2 separate regions of the Mus musculus genome follow, and region 2 is linked to region 1. A link is a contact called in public Hi-C data. All regions are on one chromosome and are shown on one strand. Each heading gives the region's core, a stretch centred on a gene start, on an enhancer-like site or on the middle of the called end of the contact. The rest is flanking DNA. Distances are from core to core; before and after follow the strand shown.

The links. A called contact is a pair of places that touch in the nucleus more often than the background predicts.
Region 2: a contact with region 1 is called in a Hi-C map of CD8 T cells, with 5 times the contacts expected there. The contact joins two enhancer-like sites. A contact is called at or near these places in 3 of 484 Hi-C or Micro-C datasets (CD8 T cells and embryonic stem cells) and 1 of 9 other capture datasets (embryonic stem cells).

The regions. Positions count from the first base shown.
Region 1 is chr17:36,226,628-36,231,735 of GRCm38.p6, forward strand. It overlaps the pseudogene Gm18604. Among named protein-coding and RNA genes, the nearest start is that of Rpp21, 29 kb to the right of the region's middle. Within about 2 kb of position 2,669, at least 10 of the 459 cell types and tissues checked have an H3K27ac peak or open chromatin away from gene starts, as enhancers often do. A contact at or near this core is called in CD8 T cells, where this site is marked.
Region 2 is chr17:36,413,544-36,418,651 of GRCm38.p6, forward strand. No RefSeq gene overlaps it. Among named protein-coding and RNA genes, the nearest start is that of H2-M10.4, 46 kb to the right of the region's middle. Within about 2 kb of position 2,153, at least 11 of the 459 cell types and tissues checked have an H3K27ac peak or open chromatin away from gene starts, as enhancers often do. A contact at or near this core is called in CD8 T cells, where this site is marked.

The sequences.
Region 1 (5,108 bases), core at 1,419-3,918:
TCTTGCATTTAATGAACGTGGAGAAACGCCAATACCTGATTCTGTCCTTTGTTTCTACTCGCAATCTTATCTTAGGTACCTTTGACCCCATGGAAAAAATATCTAACATTCAGAACTACTGATAACAGGAAGAAGAGAAAAAAAATTTTTTTGAGAATGAAATGTTTCCCCTCATAGTGGACGCTTAAGCACGTTCTCCGCGTATGCGGTGTGCTAGCTGGATATCTTTTGGCATAATTGATACACGTTTGGCATGGATAGCACACAGATTGGTATCTTCAAAAAGGCCAACCAGATAGGCCTCACTTGCCTCCTGCAAAGCACCAATAGCTGCACTCTGGAAGCTCAGATCTGTTTTGAAGTCCTGAGCAATTTCTGCACCAGACACTGAAAAGGGAGCTTGCGGATCAGAAGTTCAGTGGACTTCTGATAGCATCGGATTTCATAGAGTGCCACAGTACCAGGCCTGTAACGATGAGGTTTCTTCACTCCTCTGGTAGAGGGCGCACTTTTGTGAGCTTGTGAGCTTTTGTTGTTTCCAGGGTGCTTTACCACCTGTGATTTGCGGTCAGCTAGCAAGATGCAGCACTGGCATTGGAGAGCACCGGATGGGGCCGCAGCGAAGGCTGCAAATACAATTACAAATCTTATTTCTTCATTTCCTTCCTCCTTCCCATTCTTCTTTCCCTTCCTATAATAAGACCCAAAACTCTGGCGTTTTAAATTTTATTACTTTCACTGTGAGTCTGTGTGTGTGTGTGTGTGTGTGTGTGTGTGTGTGTCTGTCTGTCTGTCTGTCTGTCTGTCTGTCTGTCTGTCGTGTACCTGTCCATCTTCTTCCCCAGCACAGATGAGGAGGTCAGAGGGAACCTTGCAGAACCAGGTTCTCTCCTTCCACTGTGTTTGTCTCAGGGATGGCATTGGTGGCAATTGCTTCCCCCACTGAGCCACTGACCTTGTCTTCCAAGCTCCATGGATGTTTTTCTTTAGAACTGGAGGAATTGTCCTTCAAGCACCAGAGACCAGGTTCTAGGTTTACCTAGGACACCTGCTTATAGGATGAGGTTTAATTAGTTAATCCCACTAAAAGTGACTGTTGGTTGAGGCTATTCTAAGATGATCTAGGGAGAGGTCAGGGTCTTCTTGTCCTCCCACATTGGCATTCCCTAGAGAATGGAGGTATACCTGCCCAACTCAGCATCAGGAATCCCAACCGTAGTTCAGCTCAGTGAGCAACGGAAAATTTGAAAAAGCCGCCAGGCCTCCAGTACCTTCTATCTTAAAACCTAAAACCACAAGCACAAGTTAGAAGAAGTGAGTATAAGTTACAAAACTTTATGGGAGACAGGACGAAGAGATGAGCTCTCCAATATTTGGCTACTATTTTGGCTCAGACGACAAATGTCATTGGATGGTGTCTAATGAGGCTGACTCATATCAGGACTGCTCCAGTGACACTACATACTAAACAATCACTTATAGACTGCCCATTTCATTTCGTGCAGCACGGGGCAAGTGATCTGCAGTAATCCCTGGGTCCTGTTATCCAGAGCTGTTCTAGAGCAGGTTGGAAGGATCTAGTGTTCACCATGAGCCAGAGTCTCTTCTTCTTGGTAAGCAGATCTGGGGGTCTATGTCAGGTGGGAAAGCCTGGAAGAGGTGGTTTGGGGAGGGGACAGGTCAAATTCCCACATGACTGAGTTCTCATTATTTAGAGACTCAGAATAGAATGGAAGGCCTGAGCTGGGTCCTGGGAATGTTGAGTCCTGGTGGAGATCAACATTTTTTTTTTCTGTAATCACCATTGAGTGGCAGAGCTCTGCTTTCATACCCTTGTGTTTTCTTGTCCTGGAAATCTGAGCCTCATTTCAGGACCCTCAATTTCTATATAGAAGACACTATGAAGCACCCTTAGTAAAGTGGGTGGTCTTCTTAGGCCAATTTTCAATTGTATTGTGCTGCATGAGAGACCTTGTGGGGTTTGATTCTATGCAATCCATATTGAGTGATCATGGTGGCCTCCACAGTCCCTCTGATAAGCAGACTCCTGTTCCTTCCTTGCCTATACTAGGCTGTTGGTGTAAGGAGGCTGGTGAGCATGCCCCTAGCAAGAGCGGGTGGGGAGCATCAGGGCTTGCAGCTGCCCAGGGACAGACTCCTGAGCAGGGCAGCAGCTGACAGCCCAGGTTGACAGTGAGGTGACAAATCAGGACTGTCAGCCAGCGATCACCCAGAAAGAGAAATCATAAGCTGAAAAGAAGAATACATTCATCTTGGGACACCATCTGCAGCTGAAAATGGGGAATGGACTGTCAGTCCAGACTTCCATCCTGTCCATATTGAGTGATCATGGTGACCTCCACTGTCCCTCTGGTAAAGCAGACTCCTGCTCCCTCCTTCTCCATACTCAGCTGTTACTTTAAGAGCTTCCTTCTCTGGGCGCCTCGCCACCTAGGGAGGCTGGCTAGTGTGCCCCTAACTAGGTTTAGCACTAGGTTTAGGCTGGTGCGCCACAGCTCTTCTGCCCCTCCCTCCCTCTGTCCCTTCCCCCTTCAGACCTAGCTGCTGCAGGGGGAGGACTTCTAGGCAGCAGCTGACAGTAGACAGTAGGGGCAGAAAGTGAAATAGGCAGAGGCTGACAGTAGACGCTCCTCCCTCCCTCTGTCCCCCCCCCCCCCCCCAGTCAGACCTCACTGCTGCAAAGGGAGGACTTCTAGGCAGTGGCTGACAGTAGACAGCAGAGGGTGGAAAGTGAAATCGAGTAGCTCTCTCACCCAGAAAAGGAAATTCTCAACAGATAAGAAGAAAGCATTCAGTTTGGTAAACCATTTGCAGCTAGAACTTGGGTATGAACCAGCCTGCCACCTTTTGGTCCTTTCCCACTGGTTTGGACTGTGCTGGAAAGACAACAATTTTATGCAGGCTGCAGTTCAACGACTTTGTAAATACCATGCCTACAAAAGGATTTAACACTGAGAAAACTAAGGTAACCTTGGGCAATTCTCAAACAGTCACTTTTCACTTCCGGATGTAGTCACTTTTCACTTTCTGAGCAAGAGAAATTAAGACCACTGTGATAGTTATATACCCCATGCATAGATGACATTGTGTTTGTGGTGGACTCTGTCGGTGTAGCAAACAGAAGAAGCCCAAACTGAACTTTATAAAATAACAAAGATATCAGAAAACCAGGGAGTCCCTGTACTTTTAGTTGCTACCCACCTGGTCTATCAGAGATTGAGACTTGTTACCAATAGGTGAATTGACCTCATGCACTCTTGGCATTGGCAGCCCACCTGTGCAATCATAGGAGGTGGGCTAAAGGAAGGACTTGAGAAAATACATGATATGATAATTAAAAGAAGAAAAATATTGCGGCAACAGAAAGAAAAGATTGGATTGGTGTGGAATAGATTTTCCTTGGTCTGATTTCTGACAAGTTGAAGAGTGTCTACAGCCTGGTTTTCCTGTCTGTCCTCACTGAGGCAATTAAAGCTTTGTGTTGTTGAACAGTCAGATACCCAACTCTGTTGCCTTGTGTCATGAGTAAATACAATGCTTCTTAAAGTGGTCTCTTCTCGCTGATTCACAAATCCTTTGGTACTACCATTGTGGGGAGCTAAAAAAGGCTAGTAATTGACCAGAATACAATTTTGTGGAAATTTGACCTGAAGTTAGGGAAATAAAACTTTGAAGAGAAAAAAAAAAGTGCTTGCTTCCTTCTCTGAAGCAAGGGATGCTTTCCTAACTCTGACTTTTCTTTCTGCCCTTAGGACATCTCTCCCTTGAGGCTGAAACTTCTTTGGGTCTCTTCTAGTCCTAGGCTTTGGGGGATTGCCCCCATCCTGGTCACCACAGGAGTGTTGGGAGCTGCAGCTCTCTGTCTGTGCTGGGTAGGTAACCCTGTTAGCATTTCTTTCATGTCTATGGGAGAAAAAGGAAAGGAATAGGAGCATGCTGTATAATGGTGTATAATGTATATTATTATACAGTGTATAATAGTGGTGAAGGGTATGCGGGGTGGAAGAGTTGACCTCTAGATGAATTCTCATGCATTTTGTCACTGAAGGCTTACAAATGAGTCCTGACAGAGTCAAGAGGCTGCTCAGTGCCTCCTCACCCCCTTTTTTTCAAATATGACTTTTTTTGATTTGTAAGATTAGTTCATTATTTATTTATTTATCATCATCATTTTTGATTTTATCGAGACAGGGTTTCTCTGTGTAGCCCTGGCTGTCCTGGAACTCACTCTGTAGACCAGGCTAGCCTCGAACTCAGAAATTCACCTGCTTCTGCCTCCCAAGTGCTGGGATTAAAGGCGTGCAACACCACTGCCCGGCTAGATTTGTTTATTTTATGTATATGTATATTTATTTTATCTATATGAATACACTGTTTTCATGCACACCAAAGAGGGCATAGGGTCCCATTACAGGTGGTTGTGAACGACCAGGTGGTTGCTGGGAGTTGAATTCAGGAATTCTGTAAGAACAGCTGCCAGGTGTGGTGGAGCGCGCCTTTAATCCCAGCACTTGGGAAGCAGAAGCAGGTGGATTTCTGAGTTTGAGGCCAGCCTGGTCTACAGAGACAGCATCCGGCCGCACTGGAGTACGAGTCGGGGAACGGTCTCAGAGGTCCCCGAGAGGCCGGGGGGAGGGGAGGGCGGCGGGGGTGGAGGATCTTACTCACACGCGAGCCCCGGGACGCACAATCCACAGACGACGGGTCCCCCACCCCCCACCCCGTCCAGGGAAGCCGGGACACAACGGGTCAGCAAGGCCCTCTCCCTCCCCGAACTGGCAACCCCGGGGGGTGACTCGCGTCGGCACACGAAAGCCGCGGCGTCCCGCGGGCCGGCGCCTGAGCGGGTACCGCCCGGGCGAGGACACAGAGATGAAGAAAAGCCAAGGCGGCCACGGGCCCCGACCGCCCCTAGCGGCCGCGTGCGGCGCAAAGACGCCCACAGAGGGAGGGAGGAATGCCTAGTCAGTGTTCTTAACCACTGAGCCATTTCTCCAGCCCTGTCTTTGGTTTTCTTGCTGAGAGCCACCTGCTTCTCTTCATGTATCATTTCATCTTACATCCTTGCCAGAGCTTCATTTCTCTGT
Region 2 (5,108 bases), core at 903-3,402, 190 kb after region 1:
TTTTATCTTTGGAAAGAAAACATTTTATGAGAGGACCGTGAGCTCCTGATTCATAAAGATCCAGTGGAGTCCCCTAGCTCTTATCTCAGAGAAGTTTCCAGATGTATAAGTGTAGACCCAGGGAAGCATGTGAAAACAGAATGCAAGACTGTATGTTAAGAGGACCAACTGTCCTCCTGGATGTTTGTTACCACTGGGGACCTTCTCCACAATCTCTGCTGGGAGTGAGGCTTGTATTACCTCCATCATTAGAATAATGAATCCATCAACCATTTCATTTACAATACAGTAAATCTCCACACACAGGCCCCAGCAGTAAGCCCCTATATGTGCAAACCACTTTCCTCTTGTGGGGCAGGTCATACCAATAGCTCAGGCTTGAAATCCCTGGGAGACTGGAACTCAGAGCCTGCCCCTTTCTTACTTTACTCCTCCTCTTCCATGACAGAAACATCACCACATCTTGGATAACCACAGCTTTAAGAAGAAGGGCAAGAACAATTGCCTTGATGGGGGACAATGGCTGATGTTCCCATTCCTCTGCCAGCTGACACTGAGCTCATCAGTAAGGATCCCAGGGTCCAGCACTTCAGGGTGACATCACCTGCAGTTCTGTCCTATGTGTCTTTGGGTAAGTCTAATGAGAAAAACTGGAAGGTTCAGTCATTTTACATTCTGGGATAGAGGAAGGTACAGACTCTACAGAGCAGCTTCAACTCCCCATCTGGATACTCTATTCCTTGAAGCATTTCTGAATTATCATGAGCCAGCACAGAGGAGGAGGCTGCAGGTCTTTCTCTATGAAAACAGATGGCTGGTCCTGGGTGGGTGATTCAGAGACTCAGTCACCCTAGAGTCAGAACTTGAAGGGAATTATGTCTGGTCAGAGATCAGGCCTTAGAGATGTCATGGTTCACCCTGGGATGCACATTGAAATGAAAGGCTGGGTGGCAGGCAGGCTAGTAGACATTTACTTAGTGTAATGGTGAACCCTTTGGTGAGTCCTTCTCATACTGAAACTGAAACCCCTGGAGCCCTCATCCCCCTTCGATGAAAGACAGAATCAAGGTTATCACAGGGTTCCTCTTATCTGTGAGCAGAGACCTCTCCTACAGAGTTTTCAGCTTTGTGTGGAGCATCTCCATGCACTTGGGTGGAACTCTCTATCTACTTTCCTCCTGGTAACTAACTCTTCAGTTGTATGCCAATCACCACAGTCTCTCTGGTACCTGAGCATCTGAGCAGTGTTGCTTTCTTCAGTGTAGGAGCTTATGCTCTTCTTCAGGGTGAGCTCTCTGTGACTAGGGCAGTCACACTCATAGCACCTTAAGGAAAAAACCCTTTTGTGGGCAATTCACGGCCATGCACATTCTTCAGAGTATGATATCCTAGTCCTGCCATTGAGGTCAGAATTGCTGCCTGCCAGTGCCACACACACAAAGTCATACTTGCCTCCACACCATTAAGCCTTTTCAACCCTTAACTGCAGCTAAAACCCAGTGAGGTCTCAAGTCCCTCCAGGTTCCAGTGTATGGGTCAATTTGATGGAGCCTTACCCTTAAGTAGTGGAAATGGGTGACTTTGGTCTGTCTGTGGGAAGATGGAGGGGTCCTGACTTCTGAACTCAGATCACTCACCTGAAGAGCTTTAGGGTATAGAAGCTGAGAAATTTTCTCAGTTTTTCTTTGGAACACCTTGTGACTTTCAGGACACTCTGAGTCTTTCCCCACCAATATATGCCCCTCCTTATTCATGAAGGACCTCAGTGGCTCAGTCCTGTTTCTGTGGAATTCCACAAACTGAATTCTGCCTTCATAACATCTACATGAGGCCAACACTTGACAAGAGAGTATAGACATACTGCAGTGATTGTAAGCCTGGGGATATTGTGTGGTAAGACCCCATTCTTTTCCCAGAACACCATTGTTGAGGCTTGGACCAGGAGGAGAACAGGAGGCTCTGGGCATGACTGAGAAGAGAACTCAGTAGGTGCCCCCAAAAAGTGGAGCAGGAAGGATGTGGTAGGGCAAATCGAGACATAGCTTCTCTGATGACTCATCCTCAATCCTTCCTGCAGTCTCATGACCCCACACTGCTGGCTTCAGGGTCATTGTCCCTGCAATTTGAGGAGCTGAGTGGACATGATGGAGGGCACATGATGTCATGGTCCTCATCCTGTGTGATAGGCAGAGTGTGAGTCCCCAGTGACAATGACAGTGTCTTTAGCTTGAGTTGTAGAAAGGTTAATTCATGGGAACAGCATTTCCAGAGCCCTGCTTCCTTAATTAACCCAGCGCTTAGGCCTAGTATCCTGGGAGCACTGTGTGTGGATGAGTGGCTTTTCCTGGTTCCTTGCCTTCTGCTTCTATTCACAATATCCTCTGGCTCCAATCCCAGATGCAGGTATCATAGACAGAATCAAAGTAGGCATGGGGAAGTGAGGACTATGTGTACTCCTGGTCCTTGATCCTGGGGTCCCTGTACTCTTATTCATTGTGCCACAATGTCATGTTGCTTTCTTGACTGGTCCAGGCCTTCTGTGCAAAGTCTTGGCTTCCTGGAACACAAGGATCTAAGGGAGATAAAGGGGATGAGAGTTGGCTGCTCTGTCAGAGGTCATGGAGACTGTCTTCAGAGGGCCTAGATTAGAAGTAGCATGAACTGAGAATGATAAAGTGATACTAGCAGGGCTCTCATGACCCTGAGCCCAGACATCTGCTCACTATCCCCCATGACACCAGCAGGATCCCTCCATTAACCTCCAACCTTAGGTATAGCACAGTTTTCCTCAAATGCAGGGTAGACTAAAAGACAGAGACTCTCTACCCTGTGAATTCAATGATCATAATCCACAGTTCTTTGTGAGGAGCCAGGCATCCTGCTCCTTGTCCCCAGCTTGGGTCTTATGCAGATGTAGACTCACCTTGTCACATCCATGACCACACACCCATTGTTCCTTGGTTCTGATGTGGTATTGGTGCCTAATTGTGGTGCCCAAGTTTGGTGTTGTGGCATGGGGCAGCTCCCTTGGCTGGGTAGCTGTGGCCTGGGCATGACTTGGAGATAGGAAGCAGCTGGAATGCTGGATGAGGAGGACTTCCTGTTCCTGAGATGTCCCCTCCCTTCTGACTACCTCACAGTGTAAGATCTTCTGTGCCTCAGATTTCTTCGCTTACCCAAAACTTGGTGCTGTACCCCATGTATGCAGGGGACTCTAGAACTGGTCAAGGTCTCTTGTCTTGAAGTAAGTAGGATGTCCCTCTTGTATTCACGAAAGGGACAATCCCCGCTATATTCCTGCTCCAGGTCTACCTTTAGCAGCCACAGCCTGCTCCTGAGATTTAGTCCTCAGTAACTGTTGGGGAGTCTGTCATCAGCCTGGCCCTGTTCCAGGCTCTGGGATCCAGCAAAAGAAAGTAGACAAAATTGTGTTCTTGGGTTTGGAGAGTTGAATTTGTGGCTACTATAGCTTGTTGAGATAGCAGTGTTCCCAGGTTCAGTTCCAAGCACTTGTGGGTGGCTCACAAACACCTGTTGCTCCAGCTCCAGGGATATCCAGTATGTCAGGTGTTATTGTGTACATCCTCATGCATATATTGACATACATATAAAAAAGAATAAAAATTAATCTTAAAACAGAGTGGGTTCACAATCAAGTTTTCTGTTATTTGTGAAATTTACAGATATGCTCTGTGATAGTTTGAGTGAGAAATGCCACGTCTAGGCTCAATTTTTTTGAACACCTGTTCTCAAGTTGGTGTCATCTTTAGGGGACATTCTAGGTCATTATGACTGAAGTCCAGCTGGATTTAGTGTCCCGAAAATCTTTCCCCACAGCATACACAGTGAGGCCCCAGTTCTTTTCCCAGTTCTTGTCTCTTCAGTTGACTTATTTTGGATGAATGGACAAGCCTAGTTTCTTTAGGGCTGTCAGACAGCAAACTTTCTTTGACCTTAACAACCAGGATGACAATACTACAGAGACTCCTGCAGTCCAGGGCCTCCAAAGACCTCATGGGACTGAAGTGGAATTTTCTGGATATGTCATATGATGCAGACTCATCTGGTGTTTTGCCAAGGCAAGAACTGTGGCAGGACACGTGATGTTTGGAAAGAGTATAAACAGACTCAATGGATAGTGGTGCTGCACTTGCATAGGTAGCTTTGCAATACTTCGTTGGTATTGTTTCTTCATCTTTGCTGATCTTTGCTTTGTTGAGAGAGGCATGGCAGGTGAGGGGGAGGGCTAGGAGGAAAGGAGGTAAGGGAAACTGTAGTGGGGATATATTATAGGAGAGAATAAATTAATGAATGAATAAATGTAGTAGATGGCACAATATATCTTTTTTCTAATAAATACTTTATGTGGGAAAAAGATTATGACATTTTAGGAAAGTGATTGAAACAATCATTCTGAGTGAAGGAATCCAAACCCAGAAAATGTGAATATTGCATGTTTCCTTCATTTGTGGACGTTAGCTTTGATGATTGATGTATGTGGGTTTCATTTTTAATACCTGCAGAGCTTAGGTAGCTAGGGAGGGGATGGGTGGGGGTAGGCCCCAGGCAACAGAAATAGAATGGTAGGCAGGAAGGAGGCAGACTATGAAGACTATGAAGATATTGATGCTTCAGGTTCACGGTTAAATGACCTTGAACAATCCCACCTGTGCCACTTTATTGAAGTGTCCATGTAAAGATCCACAGTGAGTCAGTGTGGGAGCTCATGCCTTTAAGCCCAGCACACTGAGTTAAGGTGCAGGTGTATTATTCAGTGTTGGATGTCAGCTGGGTTTACATAGAGTTCCAGGCCAGCCAGGGATACATGGTGAGACTCTGTATCAAAAAAACAACAACAACAACAAAAAACTACGTTCCTCTGAAGATGCTCATGAAAACAAATCCTCTTTGATCCGGGGAGAGGGCTCAGAAGTGAGGGTCACTGGTTGCTCTTGTGTATTTTGATCATTCAGGCTTCCCAGATCACAAGTTGCTGAAACTTCATGGTTTCTGTCGCCCTCTTTTGGCCATTAAAGGCAACTGTAATACTGGCAAGCAAACACAAGGTGAAGGTGGGGGACTGAAAAATGAATGTGTATAAATTATCC